Linked DNA regions of Capsicum annuum: region 2 is linked to region 1. Evidence: chromatin contacts called from public Hi-C data. All regions are on one chromosome and are shown on one strand. The core of a region is the stretch at or near the end of the contact, and the rest is flanking DNA. Distances in the headings are between cores, read along the strand shown. Region 1 holds the start of LOC107843007 (dof zinc finger protein DOF2.4). Region 2 has its middle 88 kb from the start of LOC107843007.

Region 1 (4,453 bases), core at 350-2,849:
CACCTAAGAAATTAGGGAATTGTTGTGGCATACGCCAATGTTCAAGGTTTCCACTTGATAAAAGCGAAGCAACACCACCAACACCAGCACCAGCACCAGCACCAACACCAACACCAACACCAACACCAACACCGAGCAAATTGTTGTTAGTATTAACCATCATACCTTCAGTAGTACCACCTAATATGTTACCACAAGTACTTGTAGAAAAATTCAAGTTCATGTGATTACTCGGAGTAAAATGGTGGTGGTGATGATGATGATCAGAACTAAATTGACCTAAAGGTGACATGAAACGAAGAGGCGGAATTTGAGGGGTCATAAGACCTAATAAACTAGCTGCTGATGTTGGACCGGTAAAGCTGTTGCTATGTGATGAAATTGTACTTGTAGAACCCGAATTGTTAGTAGCTTGACGACCATCAGTACTCGTGCTAGAAGCCGGAGATTTTGAATTATTATTATTATTGTTGTTGTTACCACTTTTGCTGTTGCTGCTTCTTTTGTTCCTCCTGCAACCCCCTCCCACGGGGACATTTCTCAGCGCGCCGCCTCTAGTCCAGTACCTGTTGGAAAATTTTGGAGAGGACTTAGGAAGAATACTCTCAATCAATCATTTTTTTCGTAGTACGAGTAGAAGAATGTATGTTTGTTTACAAATCTCAACTTAGGTATAGTTAGGTATTTATAAAAATAAATAAATTGAACATTTAGCTAGTCTAGTACATGTATCATATTTAATTAAGTATAATTTTTTGTAGTACATAAACTATAGTGGTAAATTTATGTACGTAGAGATGAATCTAGTTTATTTATGTTAACAACAATAGTTACCTTTTACAAGCCTTGCAAAAGTGTCTAGGCTGTGAGAGACTATAGTTATTGAAGTAACAAAACTTGGTATTTGTTGAATCACATCTAGGGCATTTTAGGGCTGCCTCAGGCATAGGTATGTTAGCCATCCGGGCTCGATCAGCCATCGAGCCCGGCCTAATGGTACCTGCACCACCGCCACCTCCATGAGGCTGCAGGGGTACGGGAGGAGGCGGTGGTACTTGCGGCGGTGGTGCAGTCTGAGATGGTGGTGATGTAAGTTGATGGTGATGATGATTTTGGATGCTACCTCCACCTTGCTGAAAAAAAAGGAAGAAAATGAGATATCTAAGTATATACAAGAAATTTAAAGATGAAAAAAAGGAAGAATTTTTTAAAAATTATAAAAGTTGAGAGGAATATTATCTTTAACGAATTCTTTTGCTTTTTTAGCAAAGAAACATTGATAGAAGCATTAAAAAAACATACCTGTTGCCAGTTGGCTGGATCAAGATATGGAATTGAAGAAAAATTCATAGCAAATTCTTGAATATGATCTATAAAAATTCTCTTTTGTAAAGTTTTATGTTAGTGGAGAATCACATCAAATTGAAGGTGGAGGAGAAATGCTAGTAGTACACTTAGAGAGGGAAAGGAAAGGAAAGGAAAGGAAGAAAGATAAAGGAAAGAGAGGAATATTTTGGATGAGAATAATGGAGCTAAAATAAAGTGAAAGGCTTTATGGTAGTAGCATATATATACTACATAACAAGTACTAATTTCATTTGGGTCCTAGTTTGTTCTTACTGCAAGTCCCATTTTTTTGTATTTTTTTTACTTTTTAGTAGTTCGACAGGGTATATAATAGTAGTAATATCTTTACTTTCTTAATCTTTAAGCTTTCTTGTTAAATTAAATTAATCTTGTTGAGTTGCAACCCCGGCCCCCACTTTGTTTGGTGGGGCAGTCCAATGCATAAAACATTTTATCGTTAGCTGGGTTAAGGAAAAGGTCACACTCCCATAATTTCATTTAATGTAAAAATTAGTGATTGCTTTCACGACTTGCTTTCGTGGAAGCACAAATTTTTGTTCTGAATCATAAATTCTTTTTTTTTTGCTTAGGAGATTTTAGAGGAATTATTTATACATATTATACAATTTCTTTAATATAATATAAAGTTTGAACTAAAATTATTATGTTCTGCTGAACCCGCACCTTTTAAGACTGATTTCGATCCTGTATATTGAGAAAAATGTGGTGGCTGTCATATCTGTCTGTTGCATGCAAGGTAAAGTAGTGATATTATGGGATATAAATTTGGAATAAGATACATAGAGAAAAGTTAAAGAGTTAATTATATTGTGTCCCTAACACTTTATTTACATTTGTTAAAGAGTTAATTCATAAAAATGATCGTAAACTTGACACCAAATTATAATTTTGATCTTAAATTTTGATAGTGCACAAATATAACCTTTAACTATTCAAAACTGCACAAATATGGCATCCAATCCTACGTGGCAAAACGTGTGTCCAACACGCAAAACTGGGCGCGTCCAGCTTAAAATCTAAGAGCATAATACACAAATATGACCTTAAACTTTGACAGTGCACAAATATGACCTTTAACTATTTAAAACTGCACAAATATGACCTTTAAAGGACTCGTCACTATTATTTTTTCATTATTTTCGGCTCAAAGATGAAAATAGCATCTAATTTCTTGTCATTGCGGAAAAAGAGCAATATTGAAGATTTATTAATTAGGCGGGTCAGCCTTATATGAAAAAATCGAGCGGGTATGTATATATATTATAAAGCAGAGGACGAATTTAAGTTATATAATATATCCAAATATTATTTATTTGAATATTAAATTAAAGGTGAAACTATACTTATAATAAAAAAATTATAGTTTTAATAAAACGTTATTAAATTAATATTATTAAGAATAGTAGTAGTAGTATATTAAATTAACGTTATCAAATTAACGTAATTAAAATGTTATTAAATTAACGTTATTAAATTAACGAGGGGCGAACCTACGTGGTTTCCATGGGGTTCACCCGAACCCCCTTGGTAAAAAAATTACGTTGTATATATATGAGTTAGAAAATGTATATTTATGTACGTATATTAATGTTGAACCACATGAAACAAGGCGCTTAGATAGACCAGTGGTGTTATTTGCTTTTATTGGGCGCTTCCTTCAGCCTATTGTGCGGGTTCGATCCCTGCTAGTGGATATTTTTTGTTTTAACTAAAAAAAATCTAGGTGTTGCTGCTATAGAAATAAATAAAATAATAATAATAATTTTTTAAAATTAAAAAAAATAGGTGCTGCTACTATAGAAAAAAAAAATTCTTATTATTATAATAATAATAATAACAATAATAATAATAATAATAATAATAATAATAATAATAAAAACGACGTCATTTTAACACAAAAAATAAAACTTTGACAGTGCACAAATATGACCTTTAACTATTCAAAACTACACAAATATGACATCTCTCCAAGTCAGCTCTTTTAACGATGTGGCATCGTATGATTGAATTACCTTTCCACGTAGGCGCGAGTGAGACTCACGCATAGGACTCGACAAGTTATAAACCTTCATTTATACAATATAATTTTTTTATGAAGGTGATTCATTGAGCTTCGTTCACTACTGCTCGGCCACTATAAAATAGATGGGGCTAGCTAGGGAGCGGGTGTATTTCAAAGGATGTTTTTGCTGCTTGAATCGGTAAATTATAAGGTACCAATACATGTTCAATTCTATTATTTACATGCATGGATAGTATTACATAAGAGTAACATAGTGTAAGTTTAAGATAAAATAATACTAAAAAAAGTAATAAAGCCAAATTAAGAATTAAACTAAAGAAAAGTCCTTATTAGACATTCTTAGTGTGCTTTCCTCTACTCCTACCCCACCCCCTTCCTGACCCCGTACTGCTGTGCATGGCAGTATATAAATAAATAATTAAAATTGTAGGCTTTACCTACCAATATTGGATACTAAAAAAATAAAAAAAAAATAGAGGCGGAGTTAATGAAGGGATTGACAAACGGAAACGGAAAAATATTGGCGGTTTTTCCCGTCCATCCAAGTATTGGTGGACAGAGTTATCTGAATCTATATTATTAGTGAGAGGTGACAAATTTCTTGTAAATTAAATCGAAGTATGCGAAAGCTGACACAAATACTATGATTATAAAATAATAATAATAATAATAATAATAAATTGAAAAACAGTATAAATGATTTAAGGAGGAATATTATAGAGAGAAGGAGCCCAACCTTCACATTCTAAAAAGTGAAAAGAATCCGACATTCTGATAGTCAAGTGTTACATATAATTTTCAAAGGTCTCTTGGGCTAAGCAACTTAGCAGTGTGGTAAACACACAAAACAGTAATTTCAGAAACTTCTTTTAAGAAGAAAAAAAAAAGAAAAAGAAATTCAGTTAAAGTTGATCTATTATGACTAGGAGATCATGGGTTCAAGCCGTCAAAATAATATATAAGATAAGGTTGTGTACAATAAACCCTTGTAGTTCGATCCTTCATAGGACCTTGCATATAGCAGGAAGCAAATTACGCCTAGTATCCCCAAAGTGTTCGATC
Region 2 (4,453 bases), core at 751-3,250, 89 kb before region 1:
CAATAGGGTAAAATAATCCCCATCTTAAGAAAAATGACTCACAATTATTTTCCTTTTTTGTTTTGGTGTAAGAATCTTTCTAACCATTTTTGTCGGTTCACGAATACCCCTCAAACTAACGGTCTAAACCAGAGAAGGCCTGTTTGAATTTAAGAAAAGGGTGGATTTAATTTTTAAATTAAGAGTTACATGTGTTGAATTATAATAGGTCAAACGGCAATTTTAAATCGCAAAAGGTCATTAGGTTTAGGAGTTTGAGAGGTACTTTGGAGTTAAAAAAATACATATTATTTGATCAAAAGGTGAAAGGAAGATATTTATAAGCAAAGTTTTTTTATATATATGATAAAAGTATTTTTGACCTTTTTTTCATAGTTACAAGTTATAACATACTATGATGTGAGAAATATCTGATATTTAAACTGATCATATCAAGATTTTGTGGTGTATGCACTAGCTTGGACTCTCGACATTGTTGAGGCAGAAATTGTCCTATTAGTATATATTTATTTGTACTGTGCATGCATGTATGCATTGTATTTTTTATTTCATTTTAATAAGATTTTAATTTCCCACTGAAATAATACTAATTGTTTTTGAGTTATAGATTGATAATTGTTTTTTCATAAGAAAATGGATCCGAGATTAATTTAATTCTAAAAACTAGCTAGTTTATGAGAGAAGAATTGTCCAAAATACGAGAAGATCAAATTTCCTAAAGCCCATTGATGTGGGACTTAACCTATCTCTTTGTATGCGTAGAACTGAACATCTGGAGCATATGCAATATAATATGGGGCCAACTTCAAATAAAACAATGAATTGAGCTAGGCTAACTCTTAACCATAATAAAGAAATGAATATTGGACCTAATTTAATCATCAAGACTAATCATGAGGGAAGGATTGTCTAATGATAATAGAAGGAAACTTAAAAATTTCCGGAAGCCCACCAATGTGGGACTCAACGTAACCCTCTCCCCAAGAGAGCAGACAATATAATATAAGATGATGGGGAGATGGGGAGTGGGTTGGGGCAATATTGGATGAAACAATAAATTTGGTTGGACTTGAATCTGATACCATAATAAAGAAATAAATGTTGGACTAGAGTTTTAACTCAATCCCCAAAATAAACTCACGAGAGGAGTATTGCCCATAACCGGGAGATCAAAATTTCCCAAAGCCCATCTATGTGGGATTCAACAAATTTTCCTCAATTTGGGTATGGCAGATTTTTCAAAAGTTCAAATTGGAAGAATATGAAACCACCCACCCACCCACCCAAAATTAGAGAGAACCTTTTAACCACTTTATGAAGGTGGGTCTTGCTTCTTCATCTCTAAATAATTGTACGATAGGTTTATGGACTATCACTATCATATGAAATTTATAAAATTACACCTTAATCTTGGCTCTTGGCCACAAAAATTAAGCATAGTCTCTTAAATTTATGTGAATTTATTTGACTGCATAAGGAATTTAAAAAGTAAAACGAGTACTTGTGATCTTATTAACTAGAGAAAATAACAAAACTGGTTCCCTTTTTTTTCCTTGTAGTAGATTCGGAATAGTTTAAGTATCACTTAACAATTTTAATCCTTTAAATTTTTTGCTAACCCATATGATTTTTTTCCCACTCGGTGCCGGCCGGTCATATTTGGACCAGACTAATTCTCCAACCGCATTGGAAAATTCCAAATTGGAGGTAAAAATATAATACTTTCTAATTGATGTGACTCTATATTCAATATAACTCGAATTCGAAATCTTTAATTATGAATGATTACTTACCTCTCTGCCAAAACGCAGATCGATAACCCAAATGATTGTTAGGTACTATATTAGGAAAGCCATGGAATTTATCTGAAAAGAAAAATCCACACAGAATTAAAAAGAAACAAAGAGGAAAATCTTAAAAGTGCTGTTGTGGTCAAGGCTAGCTCTCTTTAGAAGATGAAAAAGATGTTACATAGGATGCTATCTTACTTTCCAAATTATGTCTTTGATAGACCTCCATAGCCCCCACCCCCCCACCCACCCCACCAACCCCCCAACCAGGGCCCCAGCCCATACATGAGTGAAAGAAAAAAAAGACATCTAATTTTAAGGGGACAAGGTTATTCAGATCATCTCAATATTACTGAATAACTATACATCTTAATATCAAAATGTGTAGACTAGTTATTGAGCGATATTGGAATCGTAGGAATTCTTTTATTTCTAATAAGAGGTCTTAAATTATAATTTTAAAAACCTAAATCTTTTAGTATATTAAGTGCTGAACGAGCGATAAGTCGTGAAATGAATTAAGGAAGCTAATACTTCGAATTAAATGTTTGTGGATGATTTAATATTTGACCCTTCCTTACCAGAAGGGGACATAAAACCTAACCTCCAAAGAGCCAAATTTTTGCAGGCAAAAATGTTTAAAAGATACTCCTTAGTTTCGAAATAAGTGAATTGTTGGGGTATTTATTAATGTTTTAAAATAAGTGTATCATTGATTTTTTTTTCAAATTTACCCTTATGATTTGACAACCAATTAACTTTTGAAAAAGGTATTACAAGGTTAATTTTTTTTTTTGGGTAAAAATGAAAAGTTGTGTAAATTTATATCTTTAATGTTTTTTTCTTAATCTGTGTGTCAAAATCCAACAATTCATTTATTATGAAATAGAGGGAGTATTTATTTTAGAGAACGAGGTGTTTGGCCATCTTTCTAAAAAAAAAAAAAAAAGTAATTTTGAATAGTAGTGGAGACTATTTTTTTGAAAGTTTGAAAAGTATTTTTTTTTCACCCAAAACATTTTTGAAATATTGGTTAGGTCTAAACTGGTACTCTAATATTAACCAAAATATTAACCAAAAAATCTTTTGAATTGAATTGCCAAATACAAACTAGTACTCTACAAAAATACTTATAAAAATTAATCAATTTTTGTTTTGATCAAAATGACAATAAATCTTAAAGATAGGCTATGATTGCTCCTATCTTAGACAATCCAATAGCCATTATATTTGACTTCCTAAAGCAGTGATTAGTTTTGCAATTGATTCTGAGTTTGTCCAATTGTCCTCAATCTACCACTTCGTTTAGAGCTCATTTCCAAAATCAAATTGTGAGATTAATCATTCTCTAATTAAGCACTATTGTAGTGAACCAAAATCAGTATTCAGGGGTTGTTTGGTAGCTGAATTTGGAGGTTAATTTTGTATGTATTAAATTTTATATAAGTAATATCATATTTAGTAGTTGATTAGAATCTAAGGTAAGTTATTCATGTATAAAGTTAATATGACATTTGATTTACAACAATTTTCAAAACTCGCATAACTAATATATATATAAATTATATATATGAGAGAACCTACCTATTATTTTATCCATAGAATTATAAATATATACATGAATAACACAAATTCATTTATAACTTATAATAATTACATAAAATAATAAATATTGTGATAATTAATTTCTTCATTACTAATATATGCGCAACTCTAATCAACTATCAAACGAACCGTATACCTGCCATTATATACATTATTGGATCTATAATTCATGAAAACTGACAAGTCCATTATCATGATTCCTTGTTCATCTCTTATCGTTTCAATACGTAAATAGGAATTATATCAATCTTTCGAGTGATGATTTTTATCCTACATTTTGACTCTTTTTTATTTTTAATTTAATAAATACAAGTCCAATTAAAAACAAACCGACTCAACTTAATCCCTTTTTTAAAAAAGGTACAGTAAAATCTCTATATATAACAACTCATCTAATAACAAATTTCACTACAAATCATGTTTTATGTTATACTACTGTATTATAGATTTTTTATAATAATATTTCACTATAACATGTACAGTAGTAAAATAAATTGGGACAAGCAATCAGGGGCGAAGCCAACCTTTGGGTGGGAGTTCATTCATAAAAAAATTATATATATTATTTATATTTGACTATATATATATATATAGTAAATATTGAGCCCCATTAGTTTTTTTTTTTTTTTAAATTTTGAACCCTCTTAATAAGTTTTTTTAACTCCATCTCGGTAAACAGCGTTATTATATATAGAAATCTTACCGCAACTAAATTCGACTCAAGATAAATGCTATATTTAAAAGGGCACCTATATATATAGAGTTGCTTTATGAAATGTTTGGATATGTTGGTAAGGCTCCGTAGTCCTCACCTTGGTCCTACCAAAAAATTCCAAACAACATAACAGTAGAAGATTCCTAGCTTCTCCTTCACGATTTTACTTTTTAACAGACCACTACACACTATACACTACAGTGCTTTCAGAATTTGGTGTAGGGGAACATTTTGCAGTATTAAATACGTTACTCCCTCTGTTTCATGATAAATAAATTATTGAATTTTGACACATAAATTAAAAAAAATATTACAGATATAAATTTAATAATTTTTCATTTTT

The links. Hi-C and Micro-C count contacts between places; a contact is called where the count stands out from the background.
Region 2: a Hi-C map of bud shows a contact between it and region 1, with 2.2 times the contacts expected there. The contact joins the enhancer-like site here to the promoter of LOC107843007 in region 1. A contact is called at or near these places in 4 of 5 Hi-C or Micro-C datasets (bud, leaf and placenta).

Annotation. Positions count from the first base shown.
Region 1 is chr9:25,736,917-25,741,369 of UCD10Xv1.1, reverse strand. LOC107843007 (dof zinc finger protein DOF2.4) reads right to left here and starts at 1,599. Exons shown (of 4, transcript XM_016687126.2): 1 at 1,303-1,599; 2 at 835-1,133; 3 at 1-566. The coding sequence starts at 1,350.
Region 2 is chr9:25,825,963-25,830,415 of UCD10Xv1.1, reverse strand. No RefSeq gene overlaps it. Among protein-coding and RNA genes, the nearest start is that of LOC107843007, 88 kb to the right of the region's middle. Within about 2 kb of position 2,000, at least 3 of the 5 cell types and tissues checked have an H3K27ac peak or open chromatin away from gene starts, as enhancers often do. A contact at or near this core is called in bud and leaf, where this site is marked.